Regions from separate parts of the Mus musculus genome. Here region 2 is linked to region 1. A link is a contact called in public HiCAR-type data. All regions are on one chromosome and are shown on one strand. Each heading gives the region's core, a stretch centred on a gene start, on an enhancer-like site or on the middle of the called end of the contact. The rest is flanking DNA. Distances are from core to core; before and after follow the strand shown. Region 1 has its middle 44 kb from the start of Gm30812. Region 2 overlaps Wscd2 (WSC domain containing 2).

Region 1 (3,499 bases), core at 283-2,782:
GAGCCCTCCAAAGTTTAAACCAGGCCAGCCCTTAATTAGACTCAACATCAAGATCATTGCTTCCCGTGATTAGCATTTCAAAGTAAATTCCAAAACTTAGGGCCTTCAGCATCCAGGAGCAGGGAGGGGCAGGCTGTTCTGTGAGGCAGGGTAGGGAGGAACTGCATCAGGAGCGAAGGCCTGGATTTCAAAATGTAGTAGCTTGCACCTACCCTTCTCTCCATCCCAGACCTCCTGCCAAGGCCTGGGGTCAGCTCCCTTCTCCAGTCTGCTCTGGGGTCAATCCACTCCCTCTGCGGCTCCAGCCAGTAATGAATGGTAGATTCTCTCCAACTCCTGGGGTGTCAATCTAGAACCATGGGCTGATTCCAATAAAGATTTATCCACACCTTCTATTTCTGCCTTCTGTAATTGTACAACCAGGCTGACCTGAGCCCAGCTTCTCTCACTGGTACGAGTGTGATGTGGGGAGAATCTCTCCATTTAAACAAGCCGGGGTTCTACAGTCTGCTGCACACTCTGCTTTTCCCAATCACCCGGGTCTAGCAAGATTCGGTTCTGGCTAGATGCTGCCAGGGACTTACTTGTCTCTCTGTCTCCTCCTTTAGGCCCTCACAGCCATCAGGACCCATCTGCTCCTTGAAGCCTTCTGTCTAGTCACTTAACTCTTTGTGGTGAAAAGTTAGCTGACAGAAAGCATACCATCACGGTGTGAGGATACAGTCCATCGAGGTGGGAAGGCATGGAGGCAGGAGACAGAGACGGCTGGTTACACTGCATCTACAGTCAGAAAGCAGGGAGAGACCCTGGGGCTCGGCTCCATTCTTCTTAATCTAGTTCAGGACCCCAGCCTTTGGGATGGTGCGGCTCCATCTCAATGTCCCCATCTAACTAATCTAGTTTATACGGTCTCTCAAGAACTGCCCAGAGGTTTATTTTCACAGTGATCCCCCTCATGTTGATGGTCAAGACAGCGGGGCCTTAACAGCAAAATCATCCTTCCCCTGGACTCAAGGAGAGAGAGAGAGAGAGAGAGAGAGAGAGAGAGAGAGTTTTCAAGGAAGGCTCTAGTTGCCATCTTGGCTCAGGAACCCAGCATTGGTCCAGACCTGTGGTCAGGAGACAGCGTGCTTAGCTGTGATTAGCTACATGTGGCCAGATGTGGCCACATGTGCCCAGCTGTGGCTGGCATGGGATGTGTTGAATGTAGGAAAGAGGGCACGTAGGGTTCAGGGATACAGCCAGGAAGTGTCTACCAGAGCAAGCCATCCAGCCCAGCATCCAGCCCTTCCCCAGGCAGAGAAGAAGCATCCAATGATACTTTCCAGCAGCTGCTTGAAGCAAACCCCACCCTCTCTGGAGCCAGCTGAGTCCATCTGTCTTGTTCACGTCCCTCCATCCAAGAACATCAATACCTTGATAAATTGATTCTGAATAGAGACAAAATGGTGGAGCGTCTCCCTGCTGAGGAGGCTGGTGCCGGAGGGGTGTGATTGATTTCCACCCTAGCTACAGGCTAGCACCAGGAGACTGTGTGTGGTCTGACTCCTCAGGGGGGGGAGCAGATGTCTGGAGCATGGCTCTGGGAAAGCCGAAAGCCACAGAGGGGCAGCTGACCTTGAGTTGTTCGAGAAGTGTTTCCAAGTTCAGAAAAGCCGGAGTGAGGGACGCAGCATTCAGAGACAGTCCCCCATCCCCACATAGCAATGAGCCTGCTTCCCCATTCCTGCACCAAGTTTCCTATACCACCACTGACCAGAGATTTTCTGAAAGATATTTTTGACCAAAATAGCAAGAGTTTTAAGGATATTTGTGGATATTTGAGACAGGGACCTAATCCCTGTCTCTTAGATAAGGGTACGTACACTAGCCCCTCCCCCTCACAGTAGTGAGTCTCTTTCCATTGAGCTGTTTGTACTTGCTCCACAGTGAGCATGTGAGTATATGCGGGGCATGTGTGTGGTATATATATGCATGTGTGTGAGTATGTGTGCACAAGCGTGTGCAGGGGTCAGAAGATCATGGGTATACTGATTCATCCCTTGGGACCTTGTCTCTCATTGAACCTGGAGCTGGATTGGTGACCAGGAGGCCCCAGGAATCCCCCTGGGTATGACCATCTTCCTCCCAGCACCAGAGTTACATCATGCCTGGATTTTTATGTGGGACCTGGGGATTTGAACTCAGGTCTTCTTGCTTATGCAGCGAGCACTCTTTCTTATCTGTCAGGAATCTGCTCAGCTACCCTAGGGGTCTTTGAGCTTGGGCTTGCTTAATGGCTCCTCCCATTATTGTTTTACATCTCCAGGGCAGAAAGAGACCCCTCTCTCCCCTTCCATTCCCTGCCACCCCATCTCTCAAAGGGGGCTGTTCTCAGCCTGCCACATGGTTGATTCTTTTCCAGACTCTGCTCTCTGAAACCCAGGCAGGACAGGTCACACCCAGGTCCACAGCGAGGACCAGCCTTTCCCACTCTCTGGAGTCAGCCTTTCGTGTCTACCATCTCTGCAGCCACAGAGTCTGCCGATGGAAGATGGGAACTATTCCAGAAAAAAAAAAAAAAGAAGAAGGTGTCTGCGTTGAACCCATACAGCATCTTAGACATCACTCTCCACACTGTACACACAAGAGAAATCCATCCCGTATTTCTGTTGTCTCTGTTGTCGTGGAGAGAAGCCAGCAGGAGATAGCTTGAGGCTGTAGTAGGAGGTAGGGCTACCCTTTGCAACCCCACAGCTATGTGTGAGGGACTCTCCTCTCAGCAAGGAATCCTGGAACCTGTCCTCCTGGATACCAGGGAAACCTTTCCTTTCAAAGTCCTGGGGCCTTCCCAATTTGATCTGTGTGACTCTCTAGACTGATAGATAGAAAGAAGACTACAAAGGGATGACACACAAGACCCTTTACCCAACTGGAGGCAGAGTTCTGTTGGCTGGCAACAGAGCCTGGCCCGGCTGGCAGGCCCCCTGTGGGTCAACTAGAACTCCCTACCAAGATTTATGAAATCAATTTCTCTCAGATGCACTAAAGAGTTTACAGAGAGCCAATATCATTAGGTTAATGGTTCTCTATAAATTCTTTCCACCACAGCCCGGTTAATCCACACCAAGGGCCTCAGTGACTGCCTTCAATGATTCCGTCAAGCTCTTGTGGGCAGTTGCTGGCCCTAGCCGGGGCTTGCTCAAGGGCTGGAACCCCTTCAGCATCCTCCTGAACTGCACGTGGGCATGGCTCCCCATCAGAAATGCCTCCAACGAACGTCCCAGCAGATCCTGGCTGCACGTGGGCATGGCTCCCCATCAGAGATGCCTCCAACGAACGTCCCAGCAGAGACCGATCTGTCTTCTTTCACCCTCGGCTCTGACTTCTCCGTTGCGATTTGGACATTTGATTTATGTCTCTGTTTATGAAGCCAACTGCTTAGCTGCTGGAAGCAACAGCGATAGGCATTTGATCAAATACAGCTGCGGATCCCATCTTCCTCTCCCATCCCGGATTT
Region 2 (3,499 bases), core at 599-3,098, 160 kb before region 1:
AGCTTCCTGAACTTCCTTTTAAAATTACCTCATTAAAATTGTTTTCTAAGTTTTATAATAATCATAAGATCAAAATATATCACAAAAGGATTTTTAAAATGTATATGGTTATAATGAGGTTAAAATAATATTGAAGCTACAAAACTTAAGGTCAATTCAATACCCTGAGATAAATTTGATGCTTTTTTTAAGTATCGATTTGTTCTTAATAATTTTTACAAAAAAAAAACAAAAAACAAAAAACACTTAAAACAACAACAACAACAAATCCTTTGTTTATCCTTTGACTAAATGGACATTTAAACCTGGGATTAAATGTTCCCCAATTGAACAAAGCCTTTGTGTTTTGAATAGTCAGTCATTGCTTTAGTCATTTAAAAATTATTTAGAGAGTTATGTCTATCTGGAATGTTCCTGCTAAATTCAATAATGGTTGTAAGACTTTTTGGTGAACATTTACATTTGTTTATTCAATTTGGACTATTAGTTAATGAATAACACATAGTATTGTAAAATACTTTTAAATGGGATAACTAAATTTAAAGTTACAGAGCCTTCCTCAAAGGATAAACTAGATGATTTCATAAACAGAAAGAAAGAAAGAAAGAAAGGAAGGAAGAAAGAAAAAGAAAGGAAGGAAGGAAAGAAGAAAGAAAGAAAAAGGAAGGCACCACATCAAAGACTCTATTCTGATTAAAAGATTAGGTTATATCTAAGTACTTCCAACATATTCCCAAACTATACTATGAAAATTTTATAAAACATATATAAAATAGATTTTGTTTTCAGGACAGGGTTTCGCTGTGTAGCCCTGGCTAGCTTAGAACTCGCTCTGTAGACCAGGCTGGCCTCACACTCGAGATCCCCCTGCCTTGACTCCTCAGTCCTGGGATTAAAGGCATGTGCCACCATGCCCAGCCTTATAAAATAGGTTTGTGGTATGTATAATTTATGTAACTTATTCATACCATAGGTCTATGATTTCCATTAGTATATTAATTATAAAGGTGTATTGCTGGATTGTGATTGTATTTTCACTATATAGATGCAGGCAGGAGTTAACTCTACTCAGTCTCCACAGGTATCTATCACTACTTTGCCATCATTTAACAGAATGGGAAACTGAGGCATAGAATAAACAAGGGGCTTTTTAAGATCACTTAGAATGAGAGGCAGAGCAGGATCTGGGAGGTCTGGCTGGCTGCGCCAAGTGGGACTTTTACTACCAAGGTATTGTAAGCAAGGTCAGCTCACAGGGAATGGTGGGCTGTAAACAGGGCGTGGCTGAGCTCACATTGGCCTGAGCCCTGCAGTTGTTCAATACTCGTGGCTGTTGTCCTCACTGATTGAGCTTTCTCAAGTATGACGTCATCACCCCTGGCGGGGGGCGGGGGGGGGGGTCACACAGGCTTCCTTTGGGCTCCCCAGGCCTCATTCTTCCTGATCACAGGGCGAGCCATTACTGTGTGGTCACCCTGCTTACGCATCTGTCTCCACCGCACCCTGAGCCCCTGGGGGTGGGGTTAGGATTGTTGTTAAGTCTCTTGTTGTGGTCTCTCTACTCAAACTGTCATGGACTGTCTCTTCTTGGGGGTGCTCATCAGCCATCTTGCTATGTGATAGAAAGTCACCTGACTGGGAGGGTGCCTTAGATAGGTTACATGGCATGAACTTAGGGGTAGTTGTAGAGCCGATCTCAGGGAGAGCTGCTGAGGCTCAGGTGGGAGAGAAGCTGGGAGGCGGCCAAAGGTGGGCACGGGATGCTGCAAACAGCCTCAACGCAGTGGAGAGCTGGAGAATTCCAAGAGGCAGCACACTGGGGGCTTAAATGGCAGAGGGTGCAGTTCTCCTCAGTCCCTCTAGAGGGAGCAGCGCATAAGAGACCGGTGAGTCTCTCCAGCTTGGTTGGGGGACCTTACAAGCCTCCTCAATCCTATCCCCTTGCTAGGCGACAGATCCTTACCAACCACCCCATTGGAAACTACCGTATGTTCATCACCAGGAGGGAAACTGAGGCCCAGACAGGTAAAGTGAACAGGTCCCACAGCAGGGAAACACCATCCAGTCCACCTTGTCTTACACTCTGGCCCTGATTCTCTCCTGCCACGACCAGCCTTATCCCTGGCTCCTTCCCACAGCCTGATACCCAGCAGGAGCTGGGGGTGGGGGGATTCGCTGCTGAACTAAATTGAAATTTCCAACAGCTAAATTGCACCGTGATGAAGGGCTGCTGTTCCTGACAGAACACATCGGAGCTGTCCTTAGACGCCCCTCCCAGTCCCCTCCTGAAATCCCGCGGCTGCTTGAGAAATATTTATGCTGACGACAGGTTATTTTTTATTCTTCAAATAGATTATTTACAAGGCAGCTGACTAATTGGGCCCGTACTGTTATAATGGGTTAGGACCAGATGTATCTGGGAGATTAGGGAAAGTTTAAGCATACACAGGGGCTCCTTCCCTCTCCGTCAGCCTGTCCCTAGTTCTGATCACCTCCTGGTATCCTCGGTGACTCAGGACAGCTACTACCATCCAAGAAGAACCCCTAGGTGAGGTCACCTAGCACCCCACAGATCTAGACTTCAGGTGAGGCCATATGTAACCCTCTTGAAGACATTTGCCTGGTGTGTCAAGATGAGCGTCTGATCCTATCGCCTGCAGCTCTTGTTCTAGGGGGGCTGTCTATAGATGACTCTGCAGTCAGGTGCCCAGGGCTGGAGACCCTGTTCTTCTCCACCTGCACTGGGTGATCTTGTTGGTGCTATTTGCTCTCTTTGGGTTTCTGTGTACTGATTTGCAAACAGGCAGCCTTGATATCTTAGGATGATAAGCTTTGCAAAGATCCTGAGGAAGTACCAGGTGCAGAAGAGTAACTGCTGCTTAGGACAATCCCTGCTGATGGCAGCTCCCAGCTTTTCCTGAGACTCCCCACATGTGCCTTCCTGCTGGCCTGAGTTCCCCACAAAAGCATAGCAGCTCCCTTAGCTGTCCCGAGCTCTCCCATACCAGATGCGCGCCCACACTATTCCAACCCCCACCTCTCAAAGCTCCTAAAGGACTCCATTGCAAAGGAGAACAGAAACAAAAAGCCCTCTGCTAGCTCAGGGCTCCTGGTAATAATTGGTCAGCACCCACAAATCTGGAAACAAAGGTACCCTGAGGAGCCGCAGGGTGCACCTGTCTGTGCACAGCCTGGCGGTCTTCACTCCAGCTTCTTGTCGTCAGGAGGAACCAGGCCCTGATTAATGGTTTCTTGGTGCCAGTTCCCCACGGAGTCATTAAACACAGGATCTGTTTCATTAAACAGATCCAGGACAATTCACCTTGTGTAATCATATCACATAAAATTTCGCCTCCGTCCTGCTCCAGAGGGGCTGTAAAATTAACGTTATAGAACGAAAGTCATGGGGGGTGGGGAGGCTTATCTCTTGGCTCTGATCAGGAGAGGACAGGACCACAGGGACTGGACACACTCGGTGGCTACGTAGCCTCTGCTTCTC

Evidence for each region. HiCAR-type assays count read pairs that join an accessible place to other places.
Region 2: a contact with region 1 is called in a HiCAR-type map of embryonic stem cells, with 3 times the contacts expected there. The contact joins two enhancer-like sites. A contact is called at or near these places in 2 of 484 Hi-C or Micro-C datasets (embryonic stem cells and nephron progenitors), 3 of 115 datasets of contacts at active chromatin or transcription factors (double positive thymocytes and embryonic stem cells) and 1 of 9 other capture datasets (liver).

Annotation. Positions count from the first base shown.
Region 1 is chr5:113,418,729-113,422,227 of GRCm38.p6, reverse strand. No RefSeq gene overlaps it. Among named protein-coding and RNA genes, the nearest start is that of Gm30812, 44 kb to the left of the region's middle. Within about 2 kb of position 1,532, at least 9 of the 459 cell types and tissues checked have an H3K27ac peak or open chromatin away from gene starts, as enhancers often do. A contact at or near this core is called in embryonic stem cells, where this site is marked.
Region 2 is chr5:113,578,815-113,582,313 of GRCm38.p6, reverse strand. The region is part of intron 8 of Wscd2 (WSC domain containing 2); the gene reads right to left. Among named protein-coding and RNA genes, the nearest start is that of Gm42002, 23 kb to the left of the region's middle. Within about 2 kb of position 1,848, at least 19 of the 459 cell types and tissues checked have an H3K27ac peak or open chromatin away from gene starts, as enhancers often do. A contact at or near this core is called in embryonic stem cells, where this site is marked.